2 separate regions of the Triticum aestivum genome follow, and region 2 is linked to region 1. A link is a contact called in public Hi-C data. All regions are on one chromosome and are shown on one strand. Each heading gives the region's core, a stretch centred on a gene start, on an enhancer-like site or on the middle of the called end of the contact. The rest is flanking DNA. Distances are from core to core; before and after follow the strand shown. Region 1 holds the start of LOC123122959. Region 2 holds the start of LOC543353 (cold-regulated 413 plasma membrane protein 1).

Region 1 (3,286 bases), core at 403-2,902:
TTTTTCTTTTTTCTAGATCCGTTTATTTAAAATATTTTATCTCTTAAATCGTGTCTCCAAACCTCGAACCGTTTTTACCGTTGGATTCCTCGTGTTGACATCTTCAAAACTAGATCTCATGTTGATAGGTTTTGACAAACATTTTTTTCACAAAAAATCAAATCGGGAGCACCTTTTTCCTTTCCGAAAGAGGCACGACTTTGCCTCTCGCGGAAGCAAATTCATGCCTCCACGAGAAGTAAACCCGTGCCTATTGCGAAAGGAAAAAAAGAAACGTGTTTGTCTCGTTTCGAGAGGCACGCCCATGCCTGCCTCTCGCGAAAGGTTAAAAAATGCGTTTTTTCCTTTTTCAAGAGGCACGGTCGTGCCTGCCTCTCACGGAAGGTAAAAATTTGAGTTTTTTTCTTTTTCGAGAGGCGAGCCCATGCCTGCTTCTCGCAGAAGGAAAATAAAAGAAAATGCGTTTTCCCCTTTTTTGAGAGGTACAACCACGTCTTTTTTTCTTCCGCGAAAAGCAAGGTTTTGCTTCAGCGAGTTTTTGCTTCCGTGATAGACATGGCATATCCTTGCCTGTTGCGAAGTAAAACCGTGTCTCTCGCGGATGAAAACAAAACAAAATCATGTAAAAAGCTGAAAACGCGTGCGGAAAAATAAAAATAAAATAAAATCCAGACGAAGCGCCCAAGAGCGCGATACTTCATGGCGGCTGACAGCGCGCCAAGTGACACGCTCTCAGCCCACTTCAAATGACCCTTGAAAGGCTCCTTTTTTTTAGTGGTACCCTTGGAAGGGCGAATCCTATATGACGCGCGCCGGCGTCATAGAGGCGAGGCTTCGCTGAAGGCGTCCCCCCCAAACCCCAGTTTGGGCCGGCCCACGGTGGGCTTCACTCTTTCTTTCTCTTTTATGCTTCTTTTCTTCTTCTTTTCCTGTTTCCTTTTTACTTTATTTTATTTCCCTTTTTATTTTCTTTTTTCTTTTTTCGTGTGTTATACATACTTTATGTCTATTACAAATGTTCATTGTATACTAAGAAAATGTTAATGGTATATTACAAAAAGGTTCACCATGCATTATAAATATGTCCATCGTATTTTCAGAATTTTTTCGACGAATACTACAAATGTTTACTTTGTATTTAAATTTTTTAGGGCATATTACACAAAATCAATGTGTATTGAAAAATTGTTCAATGTACATTACACAAATGTTCAATGCATATTCGAAAATTGTTCAACGTACATTATAAAATGTTCAATGCATATTCGAATTTTTCAGCGTATATATTCGTATGTTCAAAATATTCGAAAATAAAAACCGAGCTTCAAAACGCGGCGCTACAGTGAACCGGATGGTACAGTACCGTCCCGAAACTGTGTTCCAGCATTTACATTTTTTTTATTTGAACTGCAAATGGGCTGGCCCAGTTGGATGGACCCTGTGCGAAGCCAGGGTTTCTTGACGCACACGGGCGTCCGACAGGGACTCTCCCTTGGAAGGCAGCGCTTCTCAATTAGTTTGCTCTCCCCTTCAGAAGACTAGAAAGGCCCCTGTATCTATGGGCTTAGACTTACCGGCCCAACACGAATTGATGTGTGATTTAAAAAAAAACACGAATTGACGTCTTGTCCGCAACTGTGACCTCGTCGTCGACTCGTCCTCCCTCGCACTCTGCGTGTGGTTACCCCTTTCTCCTTCGCGTACCAGACAGACACTCGCTGAGTTCCCCTGCCACTCGCGTCGCCGGCAGATATGCTAATATCTCCAGGACTCGCGGCACCGGCGGCGTCTCACCCGTCCCATTTCCTCACCGCCGCCAGCCTCGGCGACCGCGCTACTCTAGGCGGCCTCGTTCAACCGGCCGCAACGACGTCGAAGACCCGCTGCTACAGCCGCAGTCGCAGCCGCCCGCTGCTCCGCTGTGCGACCGCCGACGCCACTTCTGTTGCGGGCAGCGTATCGACCAGTGACACTCAGTGCGGCCTGGACCGCGACGAGCTCCGCGGGGTCTGCCAAGAGCCCGACCTCGAGGGAGCAGTCAACCTGCTCGACGAAATGCTTCGCCGGAGGGGAGGCAACGGCTCGTCGGGCCAACTCGCGCCGGAAGAGCAGGCAGCGGTCCTCCAGTGCTACGTCGACGCGCTCTCGCTGGCCTCCCTCAGACGAGGCCACCGCCTGCTCTCCAAGTCCACGTCCCGGTACTCCGGGATCGCCGCGCCCATCGTGCACAGGATCGCCACGCTGTACTGCAAGCTCGGCGCCCCCGCCGACGCGCGCCGCGTCCTCGAGGGAGCGTCGAGGCCGGCGCCGGGGAAGCCCGCGGACGCGGCGCAGGCCAAGCGGAAGGAGGCCTACGAGAAGGTTCGCGAGCTGCACGAGGAAATACGCGCGGCGGGGTACGTGCCGGACACCCGCTTCGTGCTGCACGACATCGACGAGGCCGCCAAGGAGCGCGCGCTCATGTACCACAGCGAGCGCCTGGCCATCGCCTTCGGGCTGGTGAGCACGCCGCCCGGCACGCCGCTGCGGGTCATGAAGAACCTCCGCATCTGCGGGGACTGCCACAGCGCCGTCAAGCTCATCGCCAAGGTGACCGGCCGCGAGATCATCGTCAGGGACAACAAGCGGTTCCACCATTTCAAGGACGGCGGCTGCTCCTGCGGGGATTACTGGTGAGACGCCTCCACCACAACTGCCATTGGCATCCATTCCTATCTTAGCCTAGTTCAGTGTCTCGAGCATGCCTGTAAATTTTGGCAAAGGGTTTTGGTCTTGTGTAAGTGGAGAGAACAATGAAGCAATTTGTTTAGCCAACATGTGACATGATGCATTACCCAGCAAGATGACACTGATCGAAAGATTGTGCACTGCTACAACGAAATCTGATTGATCAAACATGATGAAGCTCACAATTCCTCCTAGGAAAACCCCTCGTATTTCCACAAATCGAAGCAAAGAATCAAGAGAACAAAACAAGGAAGCTGATGAAAGCTATCATGTGCAGTGGGGAGGGAGGAGGTATCAGGGGCTCTGCTCAATCCGTGCCCGGCGAGGCCGCGCCACCACGGACCGCGGCTGTGACTGGCAGACCTGCGCCGGGAACTTGCATCCGAACCTCTTGGTCACCATTGAGCCCCACCTGCCCTCCGCGGCCGGTGCCGCCGCTCCTCTGTCCCCGGCGGCGCCGCCTCGGCGGTCTATCTTCTGGATGGCTTTCCTCATGGTGGTGCACTCGCGCTCCAGCTCCTGCACCCGGTTCCGCATGCTGTCCATGTCCAGCCTGAGC
Region 2 (2,850 bases), core at 28-2,527, 150 kb before region 1:
CTATCCTCAGTGAAGTGAGCTTTTTTTAAGAAGACCGGCACTCTGGCCCTATAGCCGGTGATATCAACCAACAATGAACAATATCTTACCTCGCTTTATCGACAACCTAATGCACTAGTTTTTCATTCTGGAAAAAATACATGAAATATTTCGATTTTCTAAGTTCAGAATTTCAGATATTTCAAATCGGTTAATCTGCAGGAATGCTACAATCCTCCACAGCTACTAACAACTGCATTTAAACTGAAAACACGAACTGATGCCGCAGAAGGGAAATTGCGACTATAACCACCTTACGAGAGAGAACAGCACACCAGGCAGGGTGAAGAATATGTAAGGGACCAAGAGTCCGGTCAGCATGTTGGTCTTCCAGTTTGTCCGGTCCAATACCAAGAGGTACCTGCAGCAGAAGAGAACGGCAAAGTTCAGACAATGCATAATCCGGTGACTAACCGACAATTGCCAAGAAGGTAACAATCTCAGGTTAAGTGGACACATAAACTCCTCAACTCACAGCATATACACTTGAAGATTGAAGAGACCATCATATATAGGCTGCAGAGTTATCCTAACAGGTAAGTAATAGCTTAACATCACAGCATATACACTTTGATAAGGTCAGACTTCTGTCTGTATGTTAGGGATGTTTGCTTCGCAAATCCCACACAATCAATCGTGAACATTTCCTACCAAGCATCCGTTATGACCGAGGTTTTCGCACGAATTTGACCGCGTTTGGCAATTGGCATCTCGCTCTAGGGTACCGCAGTTAAATTACACGTTCAAGCTTACTAAAAATTACTACTTCCAAGCGAATATGCTGTCCTGATGTTTCTCGCAGGCGTCTCAACTGCCCCGTGGTCCTCCCGAAATGGTCAGGAGGCGAGGGAGATCGGAGATCCCCTTTGCAGAAACCAAAGCTCGTCGCAACAAGGAAAATAAAGGGGGGTTGGTATGTACTGACACGGCGGCGATGAAGGCGAGCCACTTGAGGAAGTGGCGGCCGAAGCCGAGGCCGCCGCCGAGGACGATGGCGTGGTTGGCGAGCTTCCGCGCCGCCATGCCCAGCTCCCGCAGGTCCGACTCGAGCAGCGCCTGCGCCGCCTCCGACGCGCCGGACGCCGCGCCCGCCTTCATCGCGAGGAACGACGGCGCCATCTCCCCCGAATCGCCGAGACCTCGAGAGTTCTCAAGATGGATGGATGGATGGATGGGCTCGGGTCTGGGTTTGATTTGTGCTTTGGCTGTGCCTGTGCGGATAGGAGGAAATATGTACAGGCCGGCAGCTCAGCTGAATTAGCTGGACCTGCTAGGGTCGACGGAACGGTCTGGACAATTCTCTACGGGCCCGCTGGACAGACACGTGGGGGACAGATCGCAACTGTATTATTGCATGCATGCAGTATTTTAATTTTAATTTAAGCTTGCTGTCACAGTATATCACGGGATTTGACTTTTGACCGCAATATGTATTATAGACATGCTTGTCTGAATAAGTGCATGTACGGGCAGCAATGTTCGTAAAGATGTTCGCAGTTCAAATTCTGGAAGTTTGTCTTTGTAAAAAAAGATTTTTAGCGGTTCTTGTTTTCCAAAGATTGGTCACTTTTTTTTAACATTCTCACGTAGCTGTAATGTCAAAAATGCTGTTATATTATGGGACGGAGTAAGTAGTTTTTAAGGACGGCCTCCATAGCTCAGCCTTGTTCCCACCTACCAAAAATACGACGATTACTTGAGTTCACAAACTAATATGGGGTATAATTTTGTACTAAATCAGCGACACTTATTTCGATACAGAGGGAGTAATCAATAAGCTCATAACAGATCAGTTGCACGTAACCATCATACGAACATCACTTGGCCAGGAACTCTTCACTTCAATGCACCCACCGATCAACAGAGCAAATGTTTTTATTGATGGCTATGTACCCACAGATGAAGGAAACAAATAAGTGACACCAAATCGAAACATGGCCGAGACAGTTCATCAAAATTCAACAGGTACAAGAGCGCATGGTTCATCGACACCAAATCGCCGGAGCAAACATCACACGATGAACCGCAAAACAGCGGCGAACGGTCTACAGGAACCACATCACGACGGCCCAGACCGGGTAGATGAAGAGGAGGAGGATGCCGATGGTGTTGGACCAGCCATTGGGCTTCTGGAAGGCCTCCTTGAGGCCCCCCGACGCCTTGATGTGCTCGTGGAGCAGGTAGCACCCGATGACCAGGCACACGCCGACGCCGATGATGAGCCAGGAGCCCCGGAAGGTGTCCGCGAAGATGGCGGGGGCGACCACCGTGAGGAGGATCAGAGACCCAGGCAGCTCCAGCCAATCTGACAACATGATGAAGATCCCATTGTGAGATTTATGCAATGTTTTAACGGCTGGCTTGTTGAGTACATGACGGAAAACCAACACATATTTGCTGAAATAATCTGCTAGGGAGCAACAATAAGGACGAGAAACAGAGAGCAAAATGATAGTACCAGGGAAGTGGCGCGGAAAGAATAGCCGCAGGACGACGAAAACGAACGCAACCCAGCTGCCAATCTCCCCCCTGCAATTTTGATGTTCAGCAATCAGGAATTTGTAATGGATCAACACACGATATAGCATCATGGAAGTATCTGGACTGCAACTATCAGTACAACCAACAAGCATGAAAAAGGGAGCTTGAGTTTTGCCGTCCGGACTCGGGACAACAAGCATGAAAGAGGTCAGTTCTCGGATTTTATTCTCGGTTGTGAGATAACTTGGTTTTAAAGAAAATCGATCTTCAGGCCCTTGACTTATCATGTGCACCAAATGCCAACAATACCATCACTTCTGATATACGGTA

The links. A called contact is a pair of places that touch in the nucleus more often than the background predicts.
Region 2: a contact with region 1 is called in a Hi-C map of leaf, with 4 times the contacts expected there. The contact joins the promoter of LOC543353 here to the promoter of LOC123122959 in region 1. A contact is called at or near these places in 3 of 5 Hi-C or Micro-C datasets (all in leaf) and 1 of 1 datasets of contacts at active chromatin or transcription factors (leaf).

What each region holds. Positions count from the first base shown.
Region 1 is chr5D:479,300,714-479,303,999 of IWGSC CS RefSeq v2.1, reverse strand. It overlaps LOC123122959, which reads left to right and starts at 1,652. Exons shown (of 1, transcript XM_044543343.1): 1 at 1,652-2,778. The coding sequence starts at 1,753. The coding sequence ends at 2,676. LOC123122958 (BTB/POZ domain-containing protein At5g66560) reads right to left here. Exons shown (of 4, transcript XM_044543342.1): 4 at 2,782-3,286. The coding sequence ends at 3,022.
Region 2 is chr5D:479,454,918-479,457,767 of IWGSC CS RefSeq v2.1, reverse strand. It overlaps LOC543353 (cold-regulated 413 plasma membrane protein 1), which reads right to left and starts at 1,277. Exons shown (of 4, transcript XM_044543345.1): 1 at 965-1,277; 2 at 293-400. The coding sequence starts at 1,158. It overlaps LOC123122960 (cold-regulated 413 plasma membrane protein 1), which reads right to left. Exons shown (of 4, transcript XM_044543344.1): 3 at 2,498-2,568; 4 at 1,897-2,344. The coding sequence ends at 2,085.